Regions from separate parts of the Zea mays genome. Here region 2 is linked to region 1. Evidence: chromatin contacts called from public Hi-C data. All regions are on one chromosome and are shown on one strand. Each heading gives the region's core, a stretch centred on a gene start, on an enhancer-like site or on the middle of the called end of the contact. The rest is flanking DNA. Distances are from core to core; before and after follow the strand shown. Region 1 has its middle 17 kb from the start of LOC103641297. Region 2 holds the start of LOC100282839 (Tyrosyl-tRNA synthetase).

Evidence for each region. A called contact is a pair of places that touch in the nucleus more often than the background predicts.
Region 2: a Hi-C map of tassel shows a contact between it and region 1, with 5 times the contacts expected there. The contact joins the promoter of LOC100282839 here to the enhancer-like site in region 1. A contact is called at or near these places in 6 of 25 Hi-C or Micro-C datasets (bundle sheath, ear, endosperm and 3 more).

The regions. Positions count from the first base shown.
Region 1 is chr10:82,184,514-82,191,845 of Zm-B73-REFERENCE-NAM-5.0, reverse strand. It overlaps the pseudogene LOC100217095. Among protein-coding and RNA genes, the nearest start is that of LOC103641297, 17 kb to the right of the region's middle. Within about 2 kb of position 2,500, at least 3 of the 20 cell types and tissues checked have an H3K27ac peak or open chromatin away from gene starts, as enhancers often do. A contact at or near this core is called in tassel, where this site is marked.
Region 2 is chr10:82,627,015-82,634,346 of Zm-B73-REFERENCE-NAM-5.0, reverse strand. It overlaps LOC100282839 (Tyrosyl-tRNA synthetase), which reads right to left and starts at 4,468. Exons shown (of 9, transcript NM_001155745.2): 1 at 4,096-4,468; 2 at 3,592-3,875; 3 at 3,347-3,443; 4 at 1,131-1,236; 5 at 893-975; 6 at 505-650; 7 at 185-290. The coding sequence starts at 4,332.

The DNA.
Region 1 (7,332 bases), core at 1,251-3,750:
TTTCTTCAGTAGCTTCATCGATCTTCTTCTGAAGATCGGAAAGACGAAGCATCTTCTCTCTCTCTCTTTCGACCTGCTGATGGATAGCTTTGAGATCCCTTATCTCCTGGTCCAGCTCCTCCTTTTGGAGGGTTTGACTTGTAGCCTTCCTCTTTTGAGTTCGGGCTTCGCACAACGTGTCCTGGTTGACGTCTAGTGGCTGCAGTGCAGCCCCTAGCCTTAAAGCTTTCTTCGGTGGCATGACGAAGGTCACAGCTTGCTGAAGGTGGTCGAATGAGTTTATCGGAGGTGGGCGTCAATGTTGGGGACTTGTTCTCAAATGCTATGAGTTAAGAACAAGGCAACACATAATGTTAAAGGTTAATGCCCTTCATCCTTCAAAGCATTATTTCCCTTAGGATATAATGATCTTCAGACGAAGGTCATGAAGGATATACCTTCATCATCGCAGTGTATATTAATGAAAGAAGAAGTATATGAAATATGTAAGACAACATGAATAATCATATGACATCATTAATATATCTTCTTTTTATTATCATGGATAAACAGAAACAATATTGAATTACATTTGTACCTTCGGCTTGACAGAAGGTAAAAGTCCAAGCGTGACGCACAAGCGAATACAAGTCAGCGTGAACAGTACGGGGGTACTGTTCATCTATTTATAGGCACAGGGCGCAACTTGTGTAAAATTACATTCATGTCTTTTATGTTTACTATTGACTTAAGGACAATCCAACAAGGACTGGATAGCCTTTTCCCCTTTAAGTCGGTTCCTTTTCCTGCCACTGAGCCGAAGCTCCTTTGCGCGTAGCTTCGGAGCAGCATCAACCTTCGCCTCGACCAAGCTTTTGATATTGTGTACAGTTTCATTCCGAGTCTGAAGGTACCTGTACATACATTATACTTGGGAAACTTTGTTAAATCATGTTTTTGAGGACCTTTGGAAGACGAAGGCCCCCAACATCGGTGATTTATAGAGGCAGGTGCCCATCTACAACTATTAATTAGATGTGTAGAGCAAGTTAAGAAAAACGACCGTCTATACAAATTTATTTGGAGAGGCGGCTAGGCTCCAGAGCTGCCTCTGTAAATAAGTTTTTACTAGGTATGTGCCTCTGCGTTGCCACGGAAGTTAAAAATTAGTATAAAACATGTATACCGAACACCGTGTTCTAGACAATGCTAGTGAAACTGAAATAAAAATAGCTACATAATTGCTTAAATAGTTATACAACTCGTATCACAAACAAAACAAAGTTGGACATAATGTTAAGTGACACTTTTCCTGTATCAGGCTTGGACTATGTCCCGGCTAATGCTTGTAGCCTTTGAACATTATCAGGACCCATTGATCACTACACTCTACTTGCACTATAGTAATCTCCAAATCCTTAGGTGGCGGGGGCATCTGCTTCATGATCTATGGAGCATCGTTTATCCTGCAAACATTTTGCATGAGATTAGGACTTGCATATCACAACTGTTGAATTTGGACAGAATAAAATATTTTGTATAGACCAAAGAAATCCCAGTGATGTTTTTGGCAAGGGTGTGTATTTGTGTTTCTGGGCCTTTTAATGGCAGTGAACTTCCTGTAAGATTTTAGAATTCCTGACAGCTAAAAAACTAAGGGAACTTCTTCATGGTAGTAAGTAGCAGCAAGAGGCACTATATGAAAGATAAAACTAATGATCCTAAAAAGAGCTAGCAGATTGAATTCTACATAGAATGTCTTACTGTTGTCAAGCGTCAAAGACCAGATTTGGATAGCAAGAATGTAAGCTTAAACGTGATCTTAGTGTGGTAGTCCCTTTAACACTGCCAAAAGGAGTATATTCCTGAATTGCAACAGGCATATATGATGCATGCCCATGATAAAGAAAAAAATCTCTTATATGCTATGAAAAATATAGGCATCTAATAACAAATGGGACTGAATGTTTTAGATGAATATATCACTTCAAAATGTAGCCACAACGATTCCGCTCACCCATGGCCACGTTGTCAGAGTTGATGTCCTCATTTTCATATGAGAAGCCTCACCGTGGGCTGAGCAAAGGCAAAACAGAGCAAATTGTTATCTTTGATTTGTGTACATCTCCTTTTCTCTCTCTTTGTAAACAATAGAGGCATTAACCATCCATTGCTAGCCTCCTCTTCTTTACCCTTTCACGGCAACATGCAACCCTCTCACATGGTGTAGCAGTCATTAGAAAACACTATGTACAATACTAAGGAAGAACGAAAAAAATTATGGATAAAGAAACCCATGTATTGGATGTATATGTAACCAAGGTAGACAGTTCAGACCAAGAATGCAAATATGAGCCATAGTACGCAAAAACAATATAGATCATATGACGAGAAGAACACGACCTCGTAAGTAGCACACGGTCAAGGAGGAGGACCAGGAACGCCGCTGCTCACCACTTCCAGTTCCAGCACACGGTCAAGGAGGAGCAGGACCAGGAACGCCGCGTTGGGCGCGGCACATCGGAGGAGGGACAAGGTAGCAATGGGGAGGAAGGCGAGAGCGCATCGTCGCACTAGGAACGCGGGGAGGAGGAAGGGGAGGTCTGGGAGGCGTCAGTTACGCGTCCCGACCGAGAAGCCGACGAAGCAGGGAACATTCTCTTCCAGCCTTTTTAAGCGGTTAAACTTGTTTCCTTGCAAGAAAATAAAAGGAGCATTCTTCATAAACGTAACATCCACTGTCTTTTTGTTCCGAGTTAGGCCTTGTTCGTTTCTATCGGATTGCACCCAGAATCGTTCCATCTAATCAAAGTTTATATAAATTAGAGAAGCAATCCGGTTAGGAATCGTTCCGACCCACCAATCCGGTACAAACGAACAAGACCTTAAGGGATTCTAGCAATTCCTTGTTCTCGGGGAGACCAGCCTACAAAATAATAGCAAACATGGAATTATTTAAGCAGGACTATAGAAGTAAAAAAGTAGTTCAGAGCTGATGATACATGGAGCGGCATGCCTCAATTTACTTAAGATATGTGTATGACTTTAAAAGGAAGAAAGAAAATGAATATAGCCTAAAAAAGCCTTGATGGAGAAAGAAACATAATTTTAGAAGATTGAAATACATACCAGCGTTGTCCTGTTTTTGTTTTCTTTAGAGTAAATAGATGACCGGAAGAGTAATAAAATGTTTATGTGATAAAGAGGTAAGGGAAAACATTAGGGTGGTGTTTGGTTCATCGAAATGTAACGTAAATGGTTTACATGGGGTAATGGATACCAATATTTTTGTTTGGTTGAGCTCTTTCTAGTATTACTAGGTACTACTATCCAATCCAATTATAACTAGTAACCATTACCGCCAGTAAGAGATCACATTACCGTTCCCTTGACAAAGTTTGAACCAAACAACACCTAGTATTCAACTCGTTGCAATAAAAACACTGATGTAGGTGGCAAACTTTTTTTTTAAAAAAAAAGTAATAAAGAAACCGTATAACCTCACATGTTTTATCTGAATCTTTGGTTATATTGAAGCATCATTGCAGTCCTAAAGATGTCCTTCAAATATAGCAGAAACATATACCTAAAAAGTTACCGATAGTTAGAGACTATATAAAACAAGGCATCACATATTCATTGAGAACAGCTTTGTTTAAGATTGCAGCATCGAAGGGTTATAATAAATAGCTACAAATATTTAATAGGTCAATTGTGGTTATTAGCTGATTGAATGAGCCGCTAGGAGCAGTAATATTGCTACAGGCAATATAATTAGTTTGGAATGATTTAGAAGCTAAAGATGCACGCATGCACGGAAGATCCTTTTTCATGTGGGTGTATGAATTTTCATCCAGACGCAAATTTGCTCTATAGCTGCATAGTGGGAAACTACTCCATGTAGAGGTTGCTCTGAACTCCATCAGGGCAATGAGATAAAAAGATTTAATAGCAACTATGGATGGTCAGATTGCGCAGGGATTGCCATTAGTCAATGGAGCAGAGAAACTGGATATGTTAAATTTGTTTTTTTAAACAGTAGAGCTTCCTTGCAGTTATATCATTGTTTTATTAGAAAGAAAATGCATATCAAGTTTTTTCCGATTTTGCTCGGTACCAGCCTGTAGATTTGTCCTACAATAAATGTTTTTTTACCACTTAACATATTGTACCACTATAGAATGTGATGTTTGTTATTATGCAAACCTGCAAAGGCATCATCAACTACTACTAGGTGTGTGCCCGTGCGTTGCGACGGTGTAAAAATTATTCGATAAATGTTAGTATACAATAATTACATGGAAACGAACAACATATATATCAACCCCAATATCGCACATATGAGGAGTGGACATGTCAGTCGGTAATAGCAAGTGATTGTTCACCACAAGCCGTGAAAGGTGAGATTAGGAATAAGGGATATTGGGGAAGTAATCTTCTATTTCTTAATTGCCAAATGTTCGAATACAAGAGATAAATAGGCATTATGCCTTCTAACAAACATAGATGGAAAAACTCCTCAAATTGAGACCGTGGTTTTCTGGCCGCGGTGACTCAGTCTCCACCGATGATTTGTTGCAACCCAATGATCAACACCTGATTAAATTGACTTTCGCTAACATCGTCCCTATAAATTAGACACAAATCAGCTTGGTGCTATAACAAAACAGAGAAAATAGAAGATAGGCAACCAATTTTCTCAACCAAACAGTTACTTCAACACAAAAAAGTTAACTAACAACGATTTGCATCCAAACAATAACAAACCTGGAGATGATGACTTGGTCAGCCTTTCTCTTCCTAGAACTGGTGTAGAATTCAATCAGACACTCCCAAAAGCGACATCAAAATCCAACAAGTGTAATGCAGATTAAGATCTCTTACCGGATCAGACCACCTTCAGCTTCCCCCCGAATTAAACAATGAGTCAAACATTTCCATTTTAGGCGATTAGGTGCGAACAGAAGCTTTGTATTTCGAGACAACAGGACATTCACGAGAACTAACAACCTAAGAAAAACAAAATGAAACAGTCACAGTAGCTACTATTTATTAAATATCATATAAAATTATCAAACGTATATTTACAGAGCATTGTTCATATACAAAGAGAGCGTTGTTCAATCCAGATCCGAAAGAATGTACAAAAAATCTAGTTCCTGGACCAAATAAGTATCACAAATATCAACTTTCAAATTGTCGTTGTAAGATTGGTAGAAAGCATAAAAATTTTCCAGCAAGTAGACGTGTGTATTCTGGCTTTTAAAGGTTGAAAATGTGCATGCCTTCCTAGTTATTGAAATCACGCCAAAGTGATAAGCATCAAATGATTTAAAGATAATAAAGTGAAATTTTGCTTTCAGGCAACTATGTAACTTAGTCAAGGTTTGATAGTAGGTTTTCCAGCTATATGAATTTAAAATAAATATAAAAGAGTAACATGCACCAGTTGTTCCTAAACTTGTTCAGGGTGTCACCTAAGTCCCAATACTATTGATTTGTAGTTCCAGGTCTCCAAACCTACTACGTGGTTTACCAGAGGTCCAAACAGACCTAAGTCGCAATTAGTATCGATGCACCGACTTGGCATTTTCATGTCACCTGTGTCATCCTAATTTTGCCAACAGAATTAACCCGTTTATCGACACCAAGTTTATCACCAAGAACAGGATTTGGTCACCTGCATTTTAGACAATTCAAAAATAGATAAATAAAGAAACATGAGACTGGGCGTGTTTGCTTGGAACCCTGGCAGCCACCATCCATACACCCCCTGAGAGCATGGACCTAATAATAGAGGTACTTCAACTGTCAGTTGCAGGACTAACCAAGAATTTCCATATGATCATATCCAAGGGAAGATATGCCACAAACTACAGGTGCTTTAACCTGTAGGCAGTCAGGCACCCAAATTTAGAGACCAGTCAAGATCTTTGATTTTTGATAGTTCAAGACAACTGTGGTAATATAAATGCTGTCAGAAAACCAAGAAGAGACACAAGGTAAATTTAAACACGGAATCATTTTGAAAGTCAAGTTGGCACTGAATCAAGCAAGCATACGCATTAATCTAGTCTGTCCTTCTGCATGTAATCCAATACAAGGATGCTCACACAAAAAACATGCAATATTTTTTTATCGAACACGCACGCGAATGGCATATCTTATATTAAGAATAATAAAGGGGGGAGAACCCCAAACAATATCACAAAGTCACACCTTGGATTCTAAGAAAAGAAGAAAAAAGGAGGCCTAGTGTCTGAAGCTAGCTCCCACATGAGTGGGGTCTGGAGAAGTGATAATCGGAGGCAAGTATTTCCCCCGCAAGTGTGGAGAAGCTGCTTCGAACCCGTGACCTGGTGACTCAATGAGACAGCTCGCACCACTACATCAGGCCTGCCCTTACCAATTCTAAGAAAATCTTTTCAGGACCAAAATGGTATAGTTCAAGTTTACTCTGGGTTTTGACTACTCAAGATGACCTCTATACACAAACTTTAGTTATGCATTACTGAAATATAACATCACATACCACATTAGTTGCATCGAACTTCCCTCCTAGGCCAACCTCGAGAATAGCAACATCTACCTGTTAGAGTTAGAAAAAAGACAGGGAAATGATTGGGCAGATGCCAGTGAAGCTCAGAAGGTATAAAGAATGAGTAAATTCCTAGTGTCAGAAAAGCATATATGTGATAGATGCATCAATGTGTCTACCTTGAAAGTTAAAATCACATATTAACACAACAACTTGCAACTAAAATGACTTTAGCATCTTGAATATCTTGCAAAGAAGGCAGAAAGAGTAGTAAATGCTGTATTTTTTATACCTGCTCAGCAGAAAATATCTTGAATGCGAGCAGCGCGAGGAACCTGAAATAGGCTGGCATGGGAATATCATCATCAGTCTTCTCATGGAAGTAAGCCCATTTATCTCATCATCCACCAGTTTATATAGAATAAAAGCAGCATGATGAGATCAGACAGATTATATGACAAATGCAAAAAAGTTCCTGATGGAATCAATTCAGTAGTTTGAGCTTTGTCACTTCTAGGTAGTAAACGTCGAGCGCAGAGTGACTTTATATGGAACAACAAATCAAGACACTTACCTTCAACTTGTTCTAGCACCACCAGGAGTACTTCAAAATTTTCTCTTCAGAAATATTAACCCCGATGCCCTCAGAAAGGAGGAGCTAGGTCAGTGCGATCATAAATTTCATAGCACCTAATTACAAGGACAGCACAAGAAAGATGACACATGATGTTTACATACAAAAAATCATTTGGAAGTTCATAGGATCCACTGTTGTCAACACCACAGCCAGATGCAGGTGTATAAGATGAAAGAAC
Region 2 (7,332 bases), core at 3,219-5,718, 440 kb before region 1:
ACAAGAGCGATGATGCAGCAATAACGACAGCCCATCAATTCATTTTGTCAGGACAGCAGCTATTTCATTTTCAAAGAAATGAGACATGAGATTGGTAAAGATCAAGAATATACAAGTTTCTGACCAGAGAAAGACTACAATAATATCATAGAAAAAAAGTAGGGTCGAGTGAAGAAAATTGCACCTGCAAAATTTCATTTATTGCTTTTGCCAGTGCAGGTTTGACATCAGCAGGATGCAAAGCACCAGTCTCATAATCAGAAATTAGTTCATCCATGCTTGTAAATGTCCTGTTTGAGTGCAAATGCTTTAGAAGTATAATCCGAGATAATAAATCATGTCACGTTGGAAATTAAATAACCTATTTGCTGCATAATTAATTGCATGACCACACGTGTCAGCCAAATATAGATAATGGTAGCATGGAATTATATATTCCCCTTGTTCCACCACATTATTGACAGAAAAATAATAATTTTAACAGATGAGGAATAAAAATATTACTTGTTACCGCCATTGCTTTCCTTCCGGGCCACCTCAAACCTTCCAAACCAAGGGAAAACGATGTATTTAATGTACTCCAAACAAGGATTCCCCTCAACAATTTTGGGAGGGCAAAATGCTTGCTTTATCTTCACATTAACTTGGGCCTGCAACAAATGCGAGAACACGTTTAAACAGGCAGATAATATTAGACAAAACAGAGGAAAAACTAAATCCAGAAGACAAATTTTAGATCGGAAGTTATTATTAGCTTATGAACAATGATGACTGATGTCTGTACTCCATCTATGTTCCATCATAACTATTTATGAGTGTTAAGTGTCACAAGAACCAAGAGCAACAAAAGAATGGCTACAGGGAAGAACAATATTCGATGAGAAATATATACCTCGTCATCTTCCATAAAGATAGCCGAGGATGGGTCACTCTTTGACATTTTCTCCTGGCCTTCTTTAAAACCAGGGAGCATATCTGCATTTCAGGTTAAGCAAAAAAATACATGCTCTGCAAAGTACAAACAAAGCACTGAGCAAACACTAGACACATGACCATGACAAACACATATGTTCCAAAAAAATATTTAAAGGTTAAAAAGAGAACAAGATCAAAATAAGTATTCAGGATACGATGTGAAAGAATAATTGGTTTGTTCTTCCTTTTGATGTAATCACAGTACTCCCTAGCTAGCACATTGACCTTCCTTTGGTCCATCCCCAATTGGCATATGTCAGCCTACAAAAGGAAAAGGATAAGGAAAGTGAATTGTATAAAGAATTATTGTCTCCAGATTGAAGGCGCACACAATATCAAAAGCTTTTCAGTCATCCTTGGTATGAGCAAGTCATAATGAAATATAAATATCAAAAGCCTTTCAGAACTACATCAAGGGATGACTTCTAAACTAGAATACGACTACGTCAAGAGTCATTGAGCCCTTACCTTTTTGCCTTGGTGATGGATGAGGTCACAAGCGACATACAAAGAGATATACCTTGGTGTATGCCTTTTGCGGACGATGTAGTGCTAGTTGATGAAAGCCATGCAAGATTAAATAGGAAACTGGAGTTGTGGTAGGAGACTCTAGAGTCCAAAAGTTTTAGACTAGGTAGAACTAAAACCAAATACATGAGATGTGACCTCGGCACTAGTACAAATGAGGAAGGATATGTTAGTTTGTAAGGTCAAGTAGTGCCTATGAATGATACCTTTCTAATTTAGCATCAATGCTACAAAGAGATGTGGATATTAATGATGTTAAGCCATAGGATCAAAGCAGGGTGAAGGAAGTGGCGCCAAACATTTGGCGTTCTAACAAGAGGGCACTATAGACATGCTATGTTGTATGGTGCACAATGTTGGCCTACAAAAGACATCATGTTCGATAGATAAGTGTTGTGGAAACATGCATGTTGCATTGGATTTATGGCAATATGAGAAGAGGCCCAGTCCATAACGATGATACAGTGACAAGCTAGGGTAGCATCAATTGAAGGAAAGCTTGTCCAGTATTGATTGAGATAGTTTAAACGTGTCCAACAAAGACCTCCAGAGCAGGCAATGAAATAGCATTCATAGCGAGTGCTATAGCAGCTGCAATAGTGGTAGCAGCCCATTGCCGCTACCACTATGAGATAGCATCCAGAACTTAGCAGACTGGAACTTAGTGGCTGCCATTGCGCGTGGCAGACCACAATAGCTAGCTGATTTTGCATGTAGCAGCCTGCTATGTCGGCTTGACATAGACCCTGTTTGGCATAGCTTATTTTCAGCTTCTTCACAAATTTAAGCCGAAGTTCTGCCAAACAGACAGCTTCTCCAGCAGCATATCAGTTCAGCTTCTTCTCAGAATGAACTAAAAGCATCCAACAAGCAGAAGCTGCTTTTCACCAGCTTATCAAATAAGCTGTTTTTTCAACAAGCAGCAGCTGTGCCAAACAGGGCCATATTGATTTTTTCAACCCTAGCTCCCAGGCCAGCCCATTCTATCTGGTCCTCTCGGTATGTATTGCCTCACACATCTCCCGTTGCATGGGAGCCAGAATGCATCTGGCCAAAACCAAGCACTCCGACGCTCTGGTTGCCAGCGGCCGGCGTTAGCTGCCGCAGAAGTGCACTGCAGCGTGCATCCTGCCACATAAGCGCACAGGCAGCAGACTCCTCCGTCGTCCCGCCAGCCATCATCTTTTGTTCTGCAGTCCACACGCAAAGGTGCAGGCATACACCATCTGCTGCTAGCTGTTGTAGATGCGCACGTGGTGCCCTCGCGCCGACGAGGGCTTCCGCTCGGCAGGAAGTAAGCTCAGTCGGTGCTCTTCACTCCAGCAGTCCAGCTTGGTTTAATCTCCACTCTCCAGTTCAGGCAGAGCTCCAGGCAGCACGCAGCGGGCATCCAACTTGGTATCTCTGATTCCCCCCCCCCCCCTTTGTGTTGGGTTGCAGTCAAATGTAAACCCCTTAATCAAACACATCAATTTTACTTGCATCCCTTTATAAGATTTACACATAGGACTAGCTACTTAGGACATTATTTTTTTCTGTAGCTGCACAATGTCCTCTGCTGCATCAACTGCACATACAAACCAATCAACATCTAGGAAGGATGCCGCTTGGGAGCAGTTGAATGAATGATAAGCAGAAATGGGACAATACGAGGAGGTATAGCCCTTCGTTCCATAGTTCTAAAAATAATGTTCCACGTTCTGTGTTCTCGTTTGTCGGGACAATGATTGTCCCGGGAATATGTCTCCTTAGCTCAGTTTCAGAATGCAAAGAAAAATCAATCATCAATCAATAAAACTTATTTCCGGGTACCATGAAATGCAATAGTGCGATAAATACTTGCCTTCAAGAAAAATATATCAGCACATTGCATGCAAGGGTAGAAAATCTGGGCAGCAGTCAAGTCGTCCTGGTCACTTCTGCCCATAATTTGGCAGCATCTACAAGCAAAGGAAAAAATAGAATCACTTGCACTTCACAACAAGCACATAAAAATTAAAGAGGAGATAACCAACCATGTCCATGTTCAAGGTCTCGAAGCAAAGACTTGTTGTTAACGGAAAAAAAGCAATTGAACCAAGCGTGCACCTCGTTATCCGTTTGACGTTGTTTTTCCGGGCAATGTCCATCACGATTGGCCAGTACTCGTGGGCGCGCCGGTTGATCTCCTCGGAGGACCACAGGAACTCCACCCCGTCGAGGTTCATCCCGGCCGCCTTCCAAATCTCGATCATGTAGCGCCCGACTGTCTGGATTTTCTTGAGGTCGCCTCCCATCTTGTTGTTGAGCTGCGCGAACCAGTCGGCAATCCAGATTTTCACCTTGCACCCGGCCCTGACCATCTTGTTGACGTTGATGGTCTTCACAATGCCCTGGGAAAACTCACAGCCAAGTCTGAATTTGCCCGAACCGTGCAAACTTAACCAAAAAAAAACTAAGAGCCCGTTCGTTTCTATAGAAATGTACCAAGAATTATTCTTGTTGATCAAAACTTATACAAATTAGAGAAGCAATCTGGGTCGGAACTATTCCAGTCTTCCATTCCGTGTGAACCGAACGGGCCCTAAGGGAGCTGAAGACAGAAGACCGAACCTGGGCGATGTGCATGCGTCCGGAGGGCTCGAAGCCGTCGTAGCAGATGGGCACGGGCTTGTTCTCGAGCAGGCGCCTGAGCTCGTCCTCCTGGATGCACTCCTCCCCGATCCCCCGCAGCAGAGCGAACCGCTCATCCAGGGTCATCGCCGCCACGCCCCCCGCCAGATCCTCGGCAGCGGCGGTGGCGGAAGAGGAGGCTCCGGGAGCCGCCTCGGGCGCCGGCGTGGAGTCCATGGCAGCGGCTGCGGCGGAGGAGGAGCAAAGGATTGACGAGGCCGTGCCCGGAGACGGCAAGGAGGGGATGGCGGCGGCGGGGGCGGCGGGTGAGTGAGTGGGCGTGAAAAGGAAAATGAGATGACGGTTTCGGAGTGCCGCGCGGGCCTCCAGGGTTTTGCTGGGGACTGGGCCGACAAGCGAGGCCCAATGTCTTTTTTCCCTCGTTTTTTTTTATTAATCTATACTACTTCTTAAGAGCACAACGAGGGCGTCCACCATGCCCCCGCCTGCTCCCACCGTGCCCCCGTCCCGTCAGCGTCAGCAACCCTCTGCGCTCGCGCAAATCCCTCCCGAGATCGCCGCCGATCCGAAGCAGCGCCACCGTGCCCCTCCCTCCACAGCGTCCGTGCCCCCGCTCTGTCTCGCCTCTATCACGCACCCTGCGTTCCCCGCCCACATTCCTGCGCCCTTCCAACCTCAGTGTCTCCTTCCATTGACAACCAGCCTTCGATGACTACGCTGGACCATACGCGCGTCGCCCCCTTCCCGGCGTGATGGTCGCGCCTGTGGCGGAACTGCCCGAATTATTCCGACTTAAGTGCCTAAGCCCTGCCTTAGAGGCTAGACCACACTTAAATGGGAATAACCCGTCAATCCCTCGGATCTAGTCCGACACGGCCACTGACAGGATCAAGTACCACAAGCCCACTCGATGGTGAGTCACAGAGCAAATACAATAAAGCATAAAACCATACATGCCACAATGTTAAATTATTACATCACCATCAACATCATCGGAGTTTTTTTTTGCAAAAGTACCCATCATTGTTCGAAGTGCAGCGGAATAAAACTAACGATAATTAAACAGAGAGATGGGGAAGCCTGTCCCATCACTCCTCATGCTCCTCCTCAGCCGAGGCAGGGTCCCACTCAACAGTCCCAACCCGTTGGTAAGGTGGACGGCCAAGTCACTCCAGCAACCATGTCCTCCAGAGATCCTGTAAAAAATTATGCCACAAGCAAGGCTGAGTATACTAATACTCAGCTAGACTTACCCGGTGTGAGGAGTCTACTCCTCTACCTCTAGACATGCAGCTGTTTGGCTGTGGGGTTTGATTGCCAAAAGCACTAGCTGAGTTTCTAAATCAAGATTTTAACTTAATCAAAGTTAAGTGTGACTCTCTTAAGGCTAAAAGTGGACTATCTACTCATACATGGTAGCAAGCATTATTAACAATCAACATCTTATCTCAACTCATCATACTTCCACTTATTACTCAATGCAGTACAATGGATCAAGCAGTCTCATTAGCTGCGAGAAGCAGACGATTCGAATCGAGTTTTTATCCTTGCAAGGTAAACCTAAACACACGACATGTAGGGGCACTCCGTCCCCACACACATCAACCGTCCCCATCGATTCCCTGGCAACAGAAAGGGGCTCACCGCCTTGGCGTACAATGCCTCACTGACCCCGACTGGCCGTCGTGCAGTGACCGCACTTGTACCCACCATAACCGGAATGGGAGACCTCGTCTCAGGTCGCGTGAGGAGGGCAATCTGCGGGCAGGTTCACTCAGGTACTAGGCTTACCGATTTACCATATTTCTCGGTATGTGTTTAGTACGTTCAAACGCTTGACACAGGTATCCGCACGTTAATCCTTATTCCATTTTCCATCTCGTAAACAACCAATCCCCATGGATTGTTGTCCACCAACTAGTATCATGACAGTGTGAAAAGTGGGTACAATCAATTTCCTGATCTCGCGCGAGTGCTAGAAAAATCACTCGTCTTCTACCGAGATCCTAATTAAATGAAGCAACTACTCGACCTGTCATACTAGTATTCACCTCAAAAGGGATTCCTGAGATCATGCAACTAGGGTTTCACACAACTCCTACACCTAAGTGCACAATCAAACCTACAATCATTAAGTGAAGTAAAATAGCATAAATAACAGGTTATGCATAAAACCGGGGCTTGCCTTCCAAAGCAGTGGCAGGCAGGTCCTCTGGTGCAGGCTCTGGTGCTGGGTCTGGGGCAATCTCCTGGGCAGCTCCTTGCTCCGGCACGAGGATGTACTCTCCGTCAGCAAGATTACAGTCTATCGAAATGCAATGAACATGTATGTCATGATTATGCAAGATTTAAGAACATTAAGTTAAAGAAACTAAGTTAAGAATTAACTTAGGGTTTCCTGGTTCTGTGGGGCTTCTAGTGGTATACATAGACTTTGACTCATTACCCTTTAAGCTTAGGTTTGGCTTTAGGATAACACAGTAGAATTTGTATTGTCTTGATACACTCTAGTGGACAGAGTACAAGGTTTTGGGAAATCATTATTTCACATTATTCATTTTCCTTTATTTAATTTTCCATTTAGGGTTTCTAAGGTAGGTTTGAACTACATCATGGTTTTAATAATTTCTAAAAATTCTGTAAAAATTACAGTGGGTTGTCACTTGTTGTTTTAGCTTGTTTTAAGAATTTGAGACTTAAGTACAAAAGCTAGGCTTTAAACAAAAAAATAACCACAGTTGGGCAAGATGGGCCATTTTACACTACACCTCTTAGTTAGGGGTAGGCTCTGTCCTAAAGGTTATTTTTGTTGGCATCCTATGGTAATAATAGGCCTCTGGGCTAAAAATCACAGAAAACTAAGGGGTGGTTATTTAGTTATGCTTTTCTTAAGTTTCATGTCAAAAAGGCTCTTTCTACTACATTACTATTTGAAAAATGTCAAACAGCAGATTTCATATTTTTCCTAAGTTCTTTCTAATAAAACAATAGTTATCCCAAGGGTGGGGGTGTTTTTACCTTGGGGTTATTTTTGTAGAATTTTTCTAAGTTTCACTTGTTTTATTAAAATAAAAGAGATCTTAATTATTTTACACTAAAACAGGGTATGATATATTTTTCTAGTGAACTACATTAACTAAGTATCTTAACAAAAGTAGGGGTGCCCTCTGGTTCAATATTTGTGTCACTTTTCCTATTTTTCTTAAACTTAAGCAT